3 separate regions of the Mus musculus genome follow, and regions 2 and 3 are each linked to region 1. Evidence: chromatin contacts called from public promoter capture Hi-C data. All regions are on one chromosome and are shown on one strand. The core of a region is the stretch at or near the end of the contact, and the rest is flanking DNA. Distances in the headings are between cores, read along the strand shown.

Region 1 (4,530 bases), core at 563-3,062:
ACTCAGTTTGCCTTGGGATTCAGCACCATCTTCCTACAAATGATGCCGACAGACAAGGTGTTCAAGGTATCTACCCGGAGGTAGAGGATAAGTCCAGGTAAAATGCCAAGACTTAGCAGATGAAAACTATCCATGTGAATTTCTAAAGGCAGAAGCAGCTGACTCTAAGAAAAATCTTGGAAACTACTCATTTTTTGTGTCTAAGAACACACACTCTTTCCTTTTTAAACAGAGTTTAGGAAATTCACACTCTCAAAAAGACCTCACAAGCAAGGATAGGCCATTTCACAGGTATTTTTCCCAATCTAAGCTTTCATATTCCTCGATGTTTTGAGGCAGGGAGTCTCAAAAGTGTGCTCCATTAAACTCACAACAGTATAAGGTGCAGATTCCTGAGTCAGAGTTTCTGCTAAGTGTAGGCAAGTTCAGTTTTAACAAATGAGGACCAGGCAGAGAAAATATTATATACTATACAGTTAAAGACAATATCCAGGAAGTATTTATTAAACATTACTCCAAAAATGACTTAGGTAAATTGTCCCTATTAGCCCCTCTTTAGAAATCTCAGCACACGGATTTTATTGTTTTTCTTTTTCTTTTTTTTTGTTTTGTTTTGTGGCCTCAGACAGCTCAGAAAGTGTGGGCTAGGCCTACTGTACCAGGTGGTGGTAAGAATGATTACTTAAATGTCTAATGGTTTCTAAAACTGTTTTCTGTGCCCCCATCCTAACCCCCAGCCCATATTCATACACGTAAGGAAGAATAATGCCAGGTCTGCCATTTTATATGCTGTATGTTAAATAACGGAAGGACAGTGGGTATATCTCCGAGTTCAATATCACTGCTTAAGAACAATTTTATGTAATAGGCTGTATGAATTTCATGCCACATATTTTACTTGAAACATTCTAGCAATGTCTGTGATTCTGTATTTTCTAAGTTAAGTCTTGTATGCTGCATACATTAAGTGCAGTAAGATTTAAAGTTTTCCAATAGGGACAGGTCCTTTGAATGAATCAGTATGGGTAATAGTGGCTTTGAATGTATGGGCAGCTATATTACATTAGAGAGGAATGGTAAAATTAAAGAAATTTGACATGTGATTGATAAGGGTCTAAAATAGAGGGATTTAAAACAGACCCTCCCTAGGTGACATCGAAATTTCTCAAATTCTAAAGCAAGGTCACAGAGAAGCCATGTAGCCCTGAAGGCAGGCCAAGGACGGAACCATGCTCTCCCAAGTCTGAAGACAGTTCTTTTGCCGCATGCCATAGGCTAAGTCAGCAGGCCCGTTTCTGGGGGAGGTTGAAAGGAACAGGAAGAGTCCGCACTTAACCTCACAAACCGTGTCCCCAATCAAGAAAGCCCCTGACCCAGGCCCCATTGCTCAGCTAAAGAGAGAAGTGGAGCGAGCGCAAGCCACTCACCCTGCAGCAGCTGAGTACTGTGAAACCACCTCCAACTTGCTCCACGGTCGACAGGCCAAGCAGCAGCACCCTGAGCCAGTCCCAGGCTTCGACGGCTGCTAAATCCCAGAAGGTACCGAAGCAGCGGCTGGTTACAGTGAAGCCTCCAGGAGGCCGCCATCTTCCCGGCTTTCTCCGGGAAAGCTCGCAAGTCAACTAGATTGGCGGCCTCAAGGCCCGTCCAGGCCCCGCCTTGCATGGGCTGGCCCCGCCCACAGCGCACGCTCCCCGCCTTGGACTGGAGGACTAGTCCTTCTAACACCGCCTCCAACCTTCACGGGCACGCCCACCGGCCGGTTTGCGCCGCCGCAGATTCTCCAAAGGGACGAGGTCCCCCTCAGACTCCGCCTCTCACTCTTGCTCCGCCCCCAGGCTGCCCGCTCTGTCGCCTAATAGCGTTCTGCCGGCCGCTCAGACTTGGAACGAGCGCGGGACAGATAACGGAGCAGAGTCAGAACCATGTCTGGCTGTCAAGCTCAAGGAGACTGTTGCTCGCGGCCGTGTGGCGCGCAGGTAAGGACGGCGGTCTACAGCAGGCGAGGTGGGGTCACGGGCCGCGGGGTGGGGCTTCGGCCAGGAGCTCTAGGCGGCTAATTCCTAACCCAGTCCGCGAAAGTCAGAGGCCCCTCTGTGCTAGTAGGACTGCTCTACCGGAATTGTCAGGCACCCCAAAGGGCACTCTTTTGGGCAGTTGTCCTTGCCTATCTTACTTGACGTTATGAGGTGGGAGCTCTTGGAAATGATTCTTCTTTAAGGAAAATGGGCCCTGGGGCAACATGGGTTTTCTTTCAGTTAAACAGGACGCAGGCTTATGAAATGCCTTCTAGTGCTAAGAAAATGGTGAACTAGCGAACTAGAAGAATAAACAGCTTCGATACTAACTGATAAGCCCTGCAGAAGACTCAGGGGAAGTCCACAAAATTATATCTTTACTAACCTTTCGTCTAGCCAAGGGGTCTCAATTTAAAATAAAACAGGAAATATTTAATGCAGAGCATCTGAACTATTATTGTCTTGGAATAAGTGGCTTTTCACAAATTCTTTATAAACCTTGAAATTAGGCACGACTGAAAGGGAGATTTTGCATATAGGACACAGGTCCCTGGTGGCCATCCCTATATATGGAGAACGAGGAAAGTAGAAGCAATGTATCAGAATCAAGGTGCATTGATAGCAGACATGTTTGTCATCCCTTATTAGTAAATCTTGGTGACGGTCATCATAGAAATACAGATTTTTTTTTCATACTAAGTGTTGTGCCAGATCAGCAAAATAACCTGTGATTCAAGAGCTGTGATTGAATTTATCAAGACAGAAAATAGCCACATACAAAAAAGAAGCTGAAGATGTTTTTCAAGTATAGAAGGAGAAGTGGGTGGTTTCAGATGGTGATTTGTCAAAGACTTTTGAATACCTAGCATTTTAGATTGGCCCATATTTTGAGGAAACCACAAAGAAAACTCTAGGACCACCATATACCTCAACTAGAGATCTCATTACATGTCTCTAGCCTCTTCTTGCTGTTTGGAGGTATAGACGCAGTGTCAAATTCTGCTTTTTTGAGGGACACTTAGAAAGTCATATTCTGTGTGAAATTTCCTGATTCAAAAATGTTGGCTTGAGTTCTAAGTGTTGTGCAGATCAAATAAACGACTTTGGTCTGTGTTGGGGGGTGGGGGGTCACTATTGCTGTGGTGAAACACCATGACCAAAGAAAGCAACTTGGGGAGGAAAGGGTTTATGTTGCTTCTACTTCTACTTCACTGCTCATCATAGAAGGAAGTCCGGACAGGAGTACAGGCGAGCAGGAACCTGGAGGCAGGAACTGATACAGATGCATAGAGGGGTGCTGCTTACTGGCTTGCTCCCTCTGGCTTGCTCAGCCTGAACTCAGGACCACCAGTTCAGGGTGGCACCACTTACAACGAGCAGAGTCCTCCCTCATCAATCACTGTGAAACTCCTCTATAGGCATGCCTTCAGCCCATCTCATGGAGGCATTTTTTTTCAACCGAAGTTTCTGCCTCTCAGATGACCACAGCTTGTGCCCAGTTGACATAAAACTAGCCAACGTGAACCCCTTACTACTTTTTTTTTTTTTGTTAACGTATATGTATCCTTTAAGACTTAACTATGTGTTACCTGATTGGAAGGCTTCCCCAACAGTGAACAAAACAACCCAGCACAGTCCACAAGATATCAGTTTGAACCGTTTGATATTAGCCTTTTCTTAATGTAAGAAATACGGTCTTAGTGCACCCAGTGTTTATTGAGCAGAGCGCTATGGTATATGGTATATGGTATATGGTATATGGTATATGGTATTGTATAACTTACAAGAACATGTCTCTTGTTCCTTAGAAAACCATGCCTTGGGGGAAAACCCGGGAAGGCTTGCTTGTTTGCTGGCTTTTGATTTTTTTTAATTTTGCCTCATGTATCATGGCGTTCTATTTATAGTGACGAAAGTTCGATTTGGTTCGGTCTGACTCAGTTTGCCCTATGTGTTAGAGATTAGTATTAAGTTATTAACAACACACAGAGCACAGCAAGGATTTTGAACAAAGGTAAGTTCCAGAAGACACAGCAGGATTCTTCCCCCTCTTGCAGGTTTCTGAGAAACACAGATAGGAGGCCCATGTAGTTCATGAGTCGTAGGTGTTTGTAGTCAGTTTGCCTCTGGGTCCCTGGACTGAGGAAAGGGAAAACATTTGTGCCTTTATGACTATAGAATCACAGCAGCCTGCTTGTCATTTCACTATAGCAGTCACTGCAGGGCATCTGCCAGCAACTAGGACCTGGAGGCAGAGGCAGCTTCAATACTCTTTCCATCTACAGTATAATTTCAAAGTAAAAGAGTAGGGGTTTATAGCCGTATTGCCTGGGTTCAAATCCTGGCCCTGCTGTCAGTTATCAGGTAGACAAGTTAATCTTTTGGTATGATAGGGCTGGTATAAGGTAAAGTTGTCCATACAGCTTTAACAGTAGTGCCTGACCCACAACAAGCACTTGGCAATTCCTGTTGTTGATAGATCATACTTACTGGCATTCAGACATGCATACAT
Region 2 (4,530 bases), core at 685-3,184, 1.3 Mb before region 1:
TTTAGAAACCAGCTAGACTCAGGTTAGACCTACTGTAAGCAGGCTCATTTCTACTTCCAGCTTTCTTGTACACATTTATAGGTCCAGCTGTTAGAAGTGTGGTTAAAACACTAGAAAAAGTGGTGGAGGAACTACACTCTCCACAGTACCAAGGCCGTTTCGGGAGCTCAGTACTAGAGCTCAGTACTAGAATGAGGCCTCTTCTGCTCCAGTTCCACCTGACAGACCAACTTACCCTCCTTAGCTGCATAAGGAATCTCATTGGGGACTAATTTTAAAATGAAGCTAAAATCATTTCCCTCCTAACTCAGTGGCAGCTTCGTGTTAGCAGTAACAGCACTTTCTACCACCAAAGCGTCTTAGCAGAATTAGCAATGACATTTGGAAGTACGTGGGGAAAGTATCAGTTCTAATGAATGGTCAAAAGAGCAGTCTTGAAGGCTGATGGATGCCATGCTGGAAGCTGGCAGAGGCTTGGGGTTGGGGGAAGCTGATGGGATGGAAGGCGATTGTCCAGGACCACTGTAGTCCTTATCTGAATTTGCATGGGCAAGAATTCCAAAACTCCACCCAAGTAAGGGATGCCTGGAGACGTTTTTCCAAGTGGGTCTCCGCAGCAGACATGTAGCTGAGCCGCCGCGCGTAAGCATCTCGTCTTGTGGGGCGCGACGCAGCGCAGTAATTGAAACCTTGCACACCGCAGGATTGCAGTGGCGTCTATAAATACTCTCCACTTTACTGCTGACAAGCAAAACGCGGGCTTCTGGCACCGCGGAGGAAGAGGCGGCGGTGGCATGTGATCCCCGGCAGGGCGCGGGTAGGAATCGGGGAAACCCCTACTGCCAACAAGGGCAGCACCCCAAAATCTATTCCTGAAGGATCCTTTGTAAGCACACCTAGTCCTTGTCGCTGTCCAGGCACGAACTCTGGGAACCGTAGTCTGGTCTAGAGGTGCGGGTCCCACAGCGCCCCCTGTGCGTAAAAACGCGCAGTGCGCACACGAGGCGCGCAGAGGAAATCCCGGCCCAACGCCCGGCGGGCGCGAAAGTCGAAGCGGAAAGGGGACACCGTGGGCGCCTGGCGCAGAGTCGCAGTGAACTGTCCCGAGCTTCTCACCACCACAGGCTAGGTCTCCCTCGGGCTGTCCCCTGGCTACAGTAGCCTGCCCAGCGCTCCGGGCCAACTGGTCTCCATCTACTACCTCGACTCTCACGCCTCCCTTCAAGAAAGAAGGGGACGGCTGAGAGGATGGGTTTTTCAGGCGAGTAGCCTCCTGAGCACTCATGACTGTAGATCTGCCCCTCTGGCCTTGGGAGGATGGTGCAGATACATTCTTTTTCTGCCTTCTAGCTTACTAGGGTCCCACGCTTGGCAGGATTCCCCCAAAAAGGGTTCACAGCGCTTCCTCTCCCACCGTGACCCACTACACTCAGGGCGGCCTGCCCCTTCCCTTACCCACCTCTTGGTAGTCTACCTCCCCGCCTACAGCATCCGATGCGGAGGTTCCTTAACCACGCGGAGTCTCCCCTCAGTCTCGCTGTCCCCGTGCCCCCACTCCCACCCCCAGATCACGCCAGGCGAGTTATTTTCCGAGCCTGCGAAGTTGCAGAATGATGACTTCAGGCCCTCCAGGGACTTCCCCACTCACCCCCTTGGGGTCCCCGGCGTGAGTCACCCGAGCCGAGCCGCGCACACCCACCGCTCGCCTCCGTCTCGGACTCTGAGCGCTCAGGAAAAAGTTTCCGGTGTTCCAGGGAAAGTTTTCTTGCTGGAGAGAAACTAGCGATTCGGCTGGTTCTCGCCTCGCTCGCTCGCTCGCCCTCCCCAGGTCCTCTCCCAGCTCTGCCCTACGCCGGGTCGCGTCCTGCCCAGGTTTCTCTCCGCCGTAGCTCTCAGAGTCAGGCTGGTGACTGTTTCCCTCCTCTCTCAACTTACGGCCGCCTCCTCTCCTCCTCCCTCTCCTCCTCCCACTTTTCCTGTCCGGTGCACATCGCTGTGGTTTCTCTCCAATGCCCCCGCCTCGCTTCACCCCCATCCCACGCCTCCTCTCCAACAACAAGAGTAGGCGGAAGACCCTGCGCTTAAATTCATTTCAACAATTTCAGGAAATCCAAGGTCGTGGTCCTAAAAAGCAGGGGAGGATGCTGCAAATCAGGGGAACTCTGCACTACCTTTCGAAAAGCCAAGAAGAGTTTGGTCTCCCACTGTTAAACCCGGGATGAGAAACGTCTCCAGGAGTCCAGAGGTGTTCGTGCGACCAGATACAAAAGGACTGGAGTTCTGCGGAACATTTCTGAGGCTGAGAGAGGTTTTGTTGCTGCTTTGGAGCGCGCACGCGCGAATGCGTTTTAAGGAAAGATTTTTCAAACCGATTCCACACTTGTTTGCGTCTCTTCCTTAGCGTTGTAAAACGAATTTAAGGATCTGGGGTTCAATTTTTAGGCGAAGGTTTCACGAACACGACATATCAGAATTGAAACCACAGAAAACCAACCAGTTCGAACATTTTAAAAATGTAAAATAACTTTGGAAATTCCTTGTTGTTGCTCGGTAGGTGCTAAGAATTTGAGCTGGTGGTGGAGTAATCAGGATCCTAGCACGATGGTGTTTAACCTGTTGGTCGAGACCCCTTTGTGTGGGGTGTGTGTGTGTATGTGTCACATATTAGATATCTTGTATATCAGATATACACACAATGCATAACAGAATTACAGTTAAGTGGTAGCAACAAAATAATTTTATGGTTGGGGGCAGGGGGGGGTCACCACAACATGAGGATCTGTATTAAAGAGTCACGGCCTTTGGAATGCTTAGAATCCCTGTAGCACTTTGGAGGTAGAGGAAAGAAGACCAAGAGTTTAGGTCATCGTGCTCTACACAATGAGTTCAATTTTTCATCCTAGGTTATATGAACCCATCTCAAAAAACAAACAAAACAAAACAAAACAAAAACCCTTTTCTTTAACATTTCTCTCTCTCTCTCTCTGTCTCTCTCTCTCTCCCTTTCTTTCTTTCTTTCTTTCTTTCTTTCAAGATTTATTTATTTTATATATGTGAATACACTGTAGCTGTCCTCAGACACCAGAAGGCATCAGATCCCATTACAGATGGTTATGAGCCACCATGTGGTTGCTGGGAATTGAACTTAGGGCCTCTGGAGCAGCAGTCAGTGCTCTTAACCGCTGAGCCATCTCCCATCTCTCCAGCCCACTTTTTCTTTTTTTTTTTTTTTTAATGCAACTGTTGTAGGACTCCCTGCCTAATTTTGCCCTGCGGTTGAGAAGGGACTACTTTTAAAGCGCTGTCCGACCTCATATCAACATGCAAACTTTAAAACCACAGTGACATTTGATGAAAGAAAAGATATATTGCCCTTTTTTGGTTAAGACTAAGCATAATTTGAGCTTGGTCTTGTCAGTGTAACACTATGACACTTGTGTGCTAAGGTGGGGGTGGGGGGTGTAGGTGAACCTTTGAGCCCCTTACCTGTTCAGGAATAGTGGAATAACCAGGACTACAGAAAGCCCTTAAATCTTACCCTAAGAGTCCCTGCTATAGCTGGGGAGGGCACACAGTCTAGCTCGGGGCACAGAAAGCAAGCCTTGGGGAGCCTGGGCAGTGATGAAGAAGTGAAAGCTGGCCTAGCCACCTAGGTGACACAGGCCTTGAAGTCCAGCACTCAGGGAAGCGGATTGCTGCAAGTTCAATGTCAGCCTGCTCTCTACATTTCAAGTTTCAGGACTGCCAAGGCTGCATAGAGAGATCCTGTCTCCGAAGAAAGAGAAGAAGAAAGAGAAAGAAAGAGGAGGAGGAAGCCGAAAACCCTGCAGACAAGGCAGGGTATGTACAGCACCTCCTTCCTAGCTTCCGGGTATCAGCCAATTCCAGAAGAGTTGCCAGGCCTCAGTTTACTCTCTTGAAGTGAGAGTAAAAACAATAGGCATTTGGGGTCATGGATAAGGATGTAAGGAATTCACACTGAGGACTGCACAGAAGCTCACAGGAACTCACAAGACAGAATACTGTCACTGCTGTTATTCCTGCAGTAGGGAAAGGGTAGCCTTAAGCCCAGGCATTTCCCTTGCTAGGGCTCCTCCCCTACAGTTCTTTGTTCAAGGAGACCTACTTTATTCTGTCTGCCTGTAAACACAGCACTTGCAGTAGCCAGAGAATCCCAAGTTCCAGGTCAGCCTAGGCTAGGCAGGGAAATTCTGTCTCGAAATAAAATAAATTTGCAGTTCATTCCCTCCTCCCAACACCCTTCACCATACCCCTATTTCCCTTTAGTACCCCCATTACCATGTAATATTATTACATGTTATATAAATTAATTTTCCTCGATTTACTCTCTCCCCTCCCACCTACACACACATAGAGCCATCTAAAAGCCATTCATTCCCTTTGTGCAATGATTGATATTGTCCAAGTTACTAGACCAGCACCAGGCACATAGTATGTCCATGGTAGAGACTTTAGGAATAAATTCCATGACTAAATTCATTCCACACTAATTGCCTATGACGAGTGGGG
Region 3 (4,530 bases), core at 1,111-3,610, 1.2 Mb before region 1:
GGGGTGACAGTGCTCCTGGCTGGCCACCACATTCCACTTGCACAGCACAGAGGCGAGCAGCTTAGTCCTGATCAATGTATCTGTCTCTGAGCCTGTAGATGTGCCTCACTCCAGAAAGCCAGGCTGCCTTTCCCTGCCAGGATCAACAGAGCCCCTGGGCTTTGACAGTGAGGCACCCAGAGCTCACGAGCTGCTTCAAACCACCCAGACCCCAGAGGTTGAAAAAGGAGATCAGGGCATTGAGCCAACCCCGTGCCTCTTCCTGTGTCTGCCCATGCCGCTGGATGAGGCTGTGTTGGAGTGTGTATGTGCATGTGGAGGCTGGAGCTTCCTCAGGAACTATCCAGCTCGTTTTCCGAGACGCGGTCTTGGATCATCCTTGAACATGCAAGGCAGATGGGCCAGTGAGTTTCAGGCATCTTCTTCTCTCTTCCCAGCTCTGGGATCACAAGCATGTGCCACCACCCCAGCTTCTTTACTTGAATTCTGGGGATCTAAAACCAGGTCCTTTACTATCTGAGCCATCTCCCCAACGCTGCCGATTCAGTAGCGGAAGAAAGTTTGTGATTTCCCACAGGTGACCTAAGTTTGCCTTGAGTGTGGTGACTTCCAACCCTCCTAGATCAGCCCTGCCGGCTGCCTCTGTGGATCCTGATCGTTGTCCTTTGCCTTCCGTTTCTGATGATTTTCAGTGTGAAGACAAATGGACACCCGAGTGAGCCACTCAGTGAGGTCTCTGCACACACACAGGCCCCCTGCCCAGGCACTGCTAGTCAAGCTCTCTGGCCTGCTGTTCACAAACTTCCAAGATGTGAGTCCAGTGTGGTGAGAATGTTACCACAAGCAAGGAACTCTTATTAGTTATCATTCCTTTTACATTCGTTTCTTTTGTTTCTGTTTAATTTTGTTTGTTTGTTTGTTTTGGATTTTCAAGACAGGGTTTCTCTGTATAATCTTGGCTGTCCTGGAACTCTCTTTAACTACCAGGAGGATAGCTCTGTGTGTGTGTGTGTGTGTGTGTGTTTTAAAATGATGGACTTAGTTTTATGTACATTGGTGCTTTGTCTTCATGCATGTCTGTGTGAGGGTGTCAGATTCTTTGGAACTGGAGTTACAGACAGTTGTGAGCTGCCATGTGGTTGCTGGGAATTAAACCCAGGTCCTCTGGAAGAGCAGCCTGTGCTCTTAACCACTGAGTGACCTCTCCAACCCCTTATGCTCTAATCTAGAAGCTATTGGCCGTCTAGAACTTTGAAGGTTTTCAAGCCATTAACCTGTTTTCAGCCTGTATCCACCGACTTCCAATCCTGATAATTCCTGAACATTCTTTTTGTTTGGTTGGTTTGTTTTTTGGTTTTTGGTTTTTTGTTTGTTTGTTTGTTTGTTTTGTTTTGTTTTGTTTTTCGAGACAGGGTTTCTCTGGCTGTCCTGGAACTCACTCTGTAGACCAGGCTGGCCCGGAACTCAGAAATCCGCCCGCCTCTGCCTCCGGAGGGCTGGGATTAAATGCGTGCGTCACCACGCCTGGCTCCTGAACATTCTTAACTGCATACTGATGACCTTTATACAATCCGATCTTCTTTGGTGCTCACATTTCTATGGTTTAATTCCCCCCACCTCTTTTTAAAGCAGTTTTGAGAAAAGAAAAAAAATTGCTAACGGCAGTAGTACAGGGATGGTGCCAGAGGACCCTAATCTCCACAGAGAGAGTTTGCAGGCCCTGAATGCTTGGGAAAGGCCCGAGTGGGCTTTCTCCCTCTGCCTGATCTTCCCCATTGTTTCTGTGGTCCTGCCGAATGCCTGCCTTTCTCCAGCCTCGTCCCACAGCCTGAGTACCCGGATGATGGGCAGTTCCTGTCGGTACCGAGTTTCCAGCTATAAAGTGATAGCCTGTCTCTGGGATTCATTTCATAAAAGATGTCACTGGTCACGAGGTCTTACTATCTTCTGAGGTGACTCAAAAAAACTAACTATAAGGCCTAAAATCCAAACAGGAAGGCAATCGCCGCCTGCTGCTCGGCTAGCTGCAGCTGGAACTTGCATGATAAGCCCAGCAGATGGCGCACTTGTTCTCTCGATCTCATCTGTCTTAGTAATGAAAACAAAGACCGGGAAAGGTGAGGTGGCAGCAGACCTCTCCCAGAGCCCGGGCTAGGGAGAGGCTACCTGTAAAAGAGGCCCTCAGATCCAGGCCTGTTATCTCGTTATCTCCTCAGGGCAGCAAAGGTTGGAAGAAGGAGAAGTGGTAGCAGGGACAGACTCCCAGGGACCCCTTTCAGGACTTTTCCCCTAATGCCCCGATGCATCTGCCACAGGCTAGTAAATCCAAGAATCTGTACCTTTGGACCGGCCAGACACAGCTTCGCCAAACAAGGTTTGTGCGCGGCAACCACAGGTCCAGGATTCAGCCAGCAGAGAACTTTCTGTACCATGGGTGGATAGTGGAGGCAGGATGCAGGTCTAGGGCTGCTTGAACTAAATCTCGATTTCTTCATCTGTATAAGAAAGAGATTAAGCTTAACTCTTCCTGACAGCACTGCTTGGAGGAGGTTAATTATGTATGAAGGTATCTGAGTCGGGGAGGGTGCCCATCCATGGCGGGTACATGTCTGCTCTGCGTGCTGCCTCTTCTAGGTAAGGCCCTGTGCAGAATGCCCCAGTTCTGGTGTGAAGGGGGTTTGCTGTGTTCTGACCCCCACCCCCATGGCTGGTGAGGAGCCCAGGTAACTTTCTGGACTTCCTTGCTTCGGGCTCAACAGCTTTCTCCTATTTCTGTTTTCTCCTCCTCCTCCTCCTCCTCCTCCTCCTCCTCCTCCTTCCTCCTTCCTCCTCCCCGTCCTCCTCCTCCTCCTCCTCCTTCTCCTCCTCCTCCTCCTTCTCCTCCTCCTCCTCCTTCTCCTCCTCCTCCTCCTTCTCCTCCTTCTCCTCCTCCTCCTTCTCCTCCTTCTCCTCCTCCTCCTCCTCCTCCCCCTCCTCCCCCTCCTCCCCCTCCTCCTCCTTCTTCCTGCTGCTCCCACTGTCTGACTAGAGTCTAATGGCATTCCCCTGCCCCAAATTCTTAATGGCTCCTTAATGCCCCAGAATGAAGGCTAAACTCAGAATTGATACTCAATGTCCTTCATAACCAGCTTTCCACCTACATTTTAAGCTTTTGGAACAAAATTGAAGAAATTGACTTAAATCTGAATTAACAGGGTAGAGTTCTGAGGATGGAGGGAATAGAAGTTGTTGGTAACAGGCATGGACGGGTCTGGCTACCAAGAATGGAGTCCCCCCTACTTCTCATATTATGTATTTTTTTTCTCTTGTTCTCTTACTGTGTCAGAAAGTGTCTTGCTATATAGTTCAGGCCAGCTTCAAATTCATGATTCTCCTGCCTCAGCTTCCTCTGAGGGTGTGGTGACCTGTCCTCTTGATGTGCCTTTCCTTAAGCACAGAGTCTAGGTTTTGCTAATTATTTTGTCCCTAGCAGCTAAGACAGTGTCTGCAGTTATAGATGCTCAGTCAGTACTCACTGGAATGCATGCGAGCATGAATGACTGAGAATGAATGAATGAATGAATGTCCTGAATGTGCCAAAGGTTGACTAAGCAACTATCCCCAGTGTTCACTAGCTCCTGGCCTTTTCTAACCTGAGAAGCAGAATGGGGTGGGGGAGGGGCATTAGAACAGTGCAGCCAAAAGCAAGAAACCAGAGCATTCTTGATCTAGCAACAGGGGGACGTCGTGATGACAAGGACTACAACTGTTGTGCCCACAGCCTCTTAGAACACTCCATCCTAAACCTCCCAGGAAGGTCAACCTGACTGTAGGGCTCTGGTCAGTCAGAGGGTGTGCTTGTCCAGCCATCTGTTTCCCAGGATACCATTTCCCTAGCACAGATGGCACCCGGACCTTCCTCACTGTGTCAGCGAGCTGCGGAGGACCCAGCATTGCTGAGGCTCAGCCTGGTCTCTTTCGACCCCGTTTTCTCCATCACTCGCCTCCCCTCCACCCTCCATATGGCTGCCTCACTTCGGTGTCCTCCCAAAAGAACTCCTCCTTCTGTCTGGCTGCTTAGCACCTCACAGATGGGAATCTAGAACATTTGGGAGAGGTTAAAAAGCAGTTTCAAACTGTCTGTTTTCTTTTTCTCAAGCTGGGGATTGAACCCAGGGCCTTGCATGTTTGACAGGTGGTCTACTGCTGAACTCTAACCCCGGCCCCCAGTGCCCTTGTCATTGCTTAGGAGGGCATCTGTTTCCCTGTCACCATCCCAGGAATCCTTTTCTCACCTGGAATCCTGGACCGGCCTCTAATGGGGCTGCCTGCTTTTTCTCCCCAAATTCAGCCTTTCCAGTCAGCCTGAAGCAGGACAGACTTGTGAGCAGAAGAGGAAGGGAACAGAGGCTCAGCCAGGAGTCCTGTTGGAGTTTCACAGCAGCTGACGGTTAAGAACTCCAGGATAATTAAAGATTGTCTATGTAGAGACAATATTCCTTTTATATGAAGGCATCTCAAATGAGAATGTTAAAACATCGATAAATCATA

Evidence for each region. Promoter capture Hi-C pulls out the DNA fragments that hold promoters and counts their contacts. Capture Hi-C pulls out chosen DNA fragments and counts their contacts.
Region 2: a promoter capture Hi-C map of adipose tissue shows a contact between it and region 1, with 3 times the contacts expected there. The contact joins the promoter of Prr5l here to the promoter of Apip in region 1. A contact is called at or near these places in 3 of 39 promoter capture datasets (embryonic stem cells, hippocampal neurons and stem cell-derived epiblast-like cells), 1 of 115 datasets of contacts at active chromatin or transcription factors (astrocytes) and 2 of 9 other capture datasets (adipose tissue and liver).
Region 3: a contact with region 1 is called in a promoter capture Hi-C map of hippocampal neurons, with 10 times the contacts expected there. The contact joins the enhancer-like site here to the promoter of Apip in region 1. A contact is called at or near these places in 12 of 39 promoter capture datasets (the 3T3-L1 cell line, 3T3-L1-derived adipocytes, the C10 cell line and 8 more), 2 of 15 datasets of contacts at CTCF or cohesin (large pre-B cells and pro-B cells), 22 of 484 Hi-C or Micro-C datasets (the G1E-ER4 cell line, the N1E-115 cell line, adipose-derived mesenchymal stem cells and 14 more), 4 of 115 datasets of contacts at active chromatin or transcription factors (embryonic stem cells, forebrain and large pre-B cells) and 3 of 9 other capture datasets (adipose tissue, embryonic stem cells and liver).

Annotation. Positions count from the first base shown.
Region 1 is chr2:103,071,863-103,076,392 of GRCm38.p6, forward strand. It overlaps Apip (APAF1 interacting protein), which reads left to right and starts at 1,813. Exons shown (of 7, transcript NM_019735.4): 1 at 1,813-1,979. The coding sequence starts at 1,926. It overlaps Pdhx (pyruvate dehydrogenase complex, component X), which reads right to left and starts at 1,651. Exons shown (of 11, transcript NM_175094.5): 1 at 1,428-1,651. The coding sequence starts at 1,587.
Region 2 is chr2:101,795,773-101,800,302 of GRCm38.p6, forward strand. It overlaps Prr5l (proline rich 5 like), which reads right to left and starts at 1,935. Exons shown (of 9, transcript NM_175181.5): 1 at 1,700-1,935.
Region 3 is chr2:101,903,906-101,908,435 of GRCm38.p6, forward strand. No RefSeq gene overlaps it. Among named protein-coding and RNA genes, the nearest start is that of Commd9, 20 kb to the left of the region's middle. Within about 2 kb of position 2,361, at least 71 of the 459 cell types and tissues checked have an H3K27ac peak or open chromatin away from gene starts, as enhancers often do. A contact at or near this core is called in cerebellar granule neurons, cerebral cortex, cortical neurons and 6 more, where this site is marked.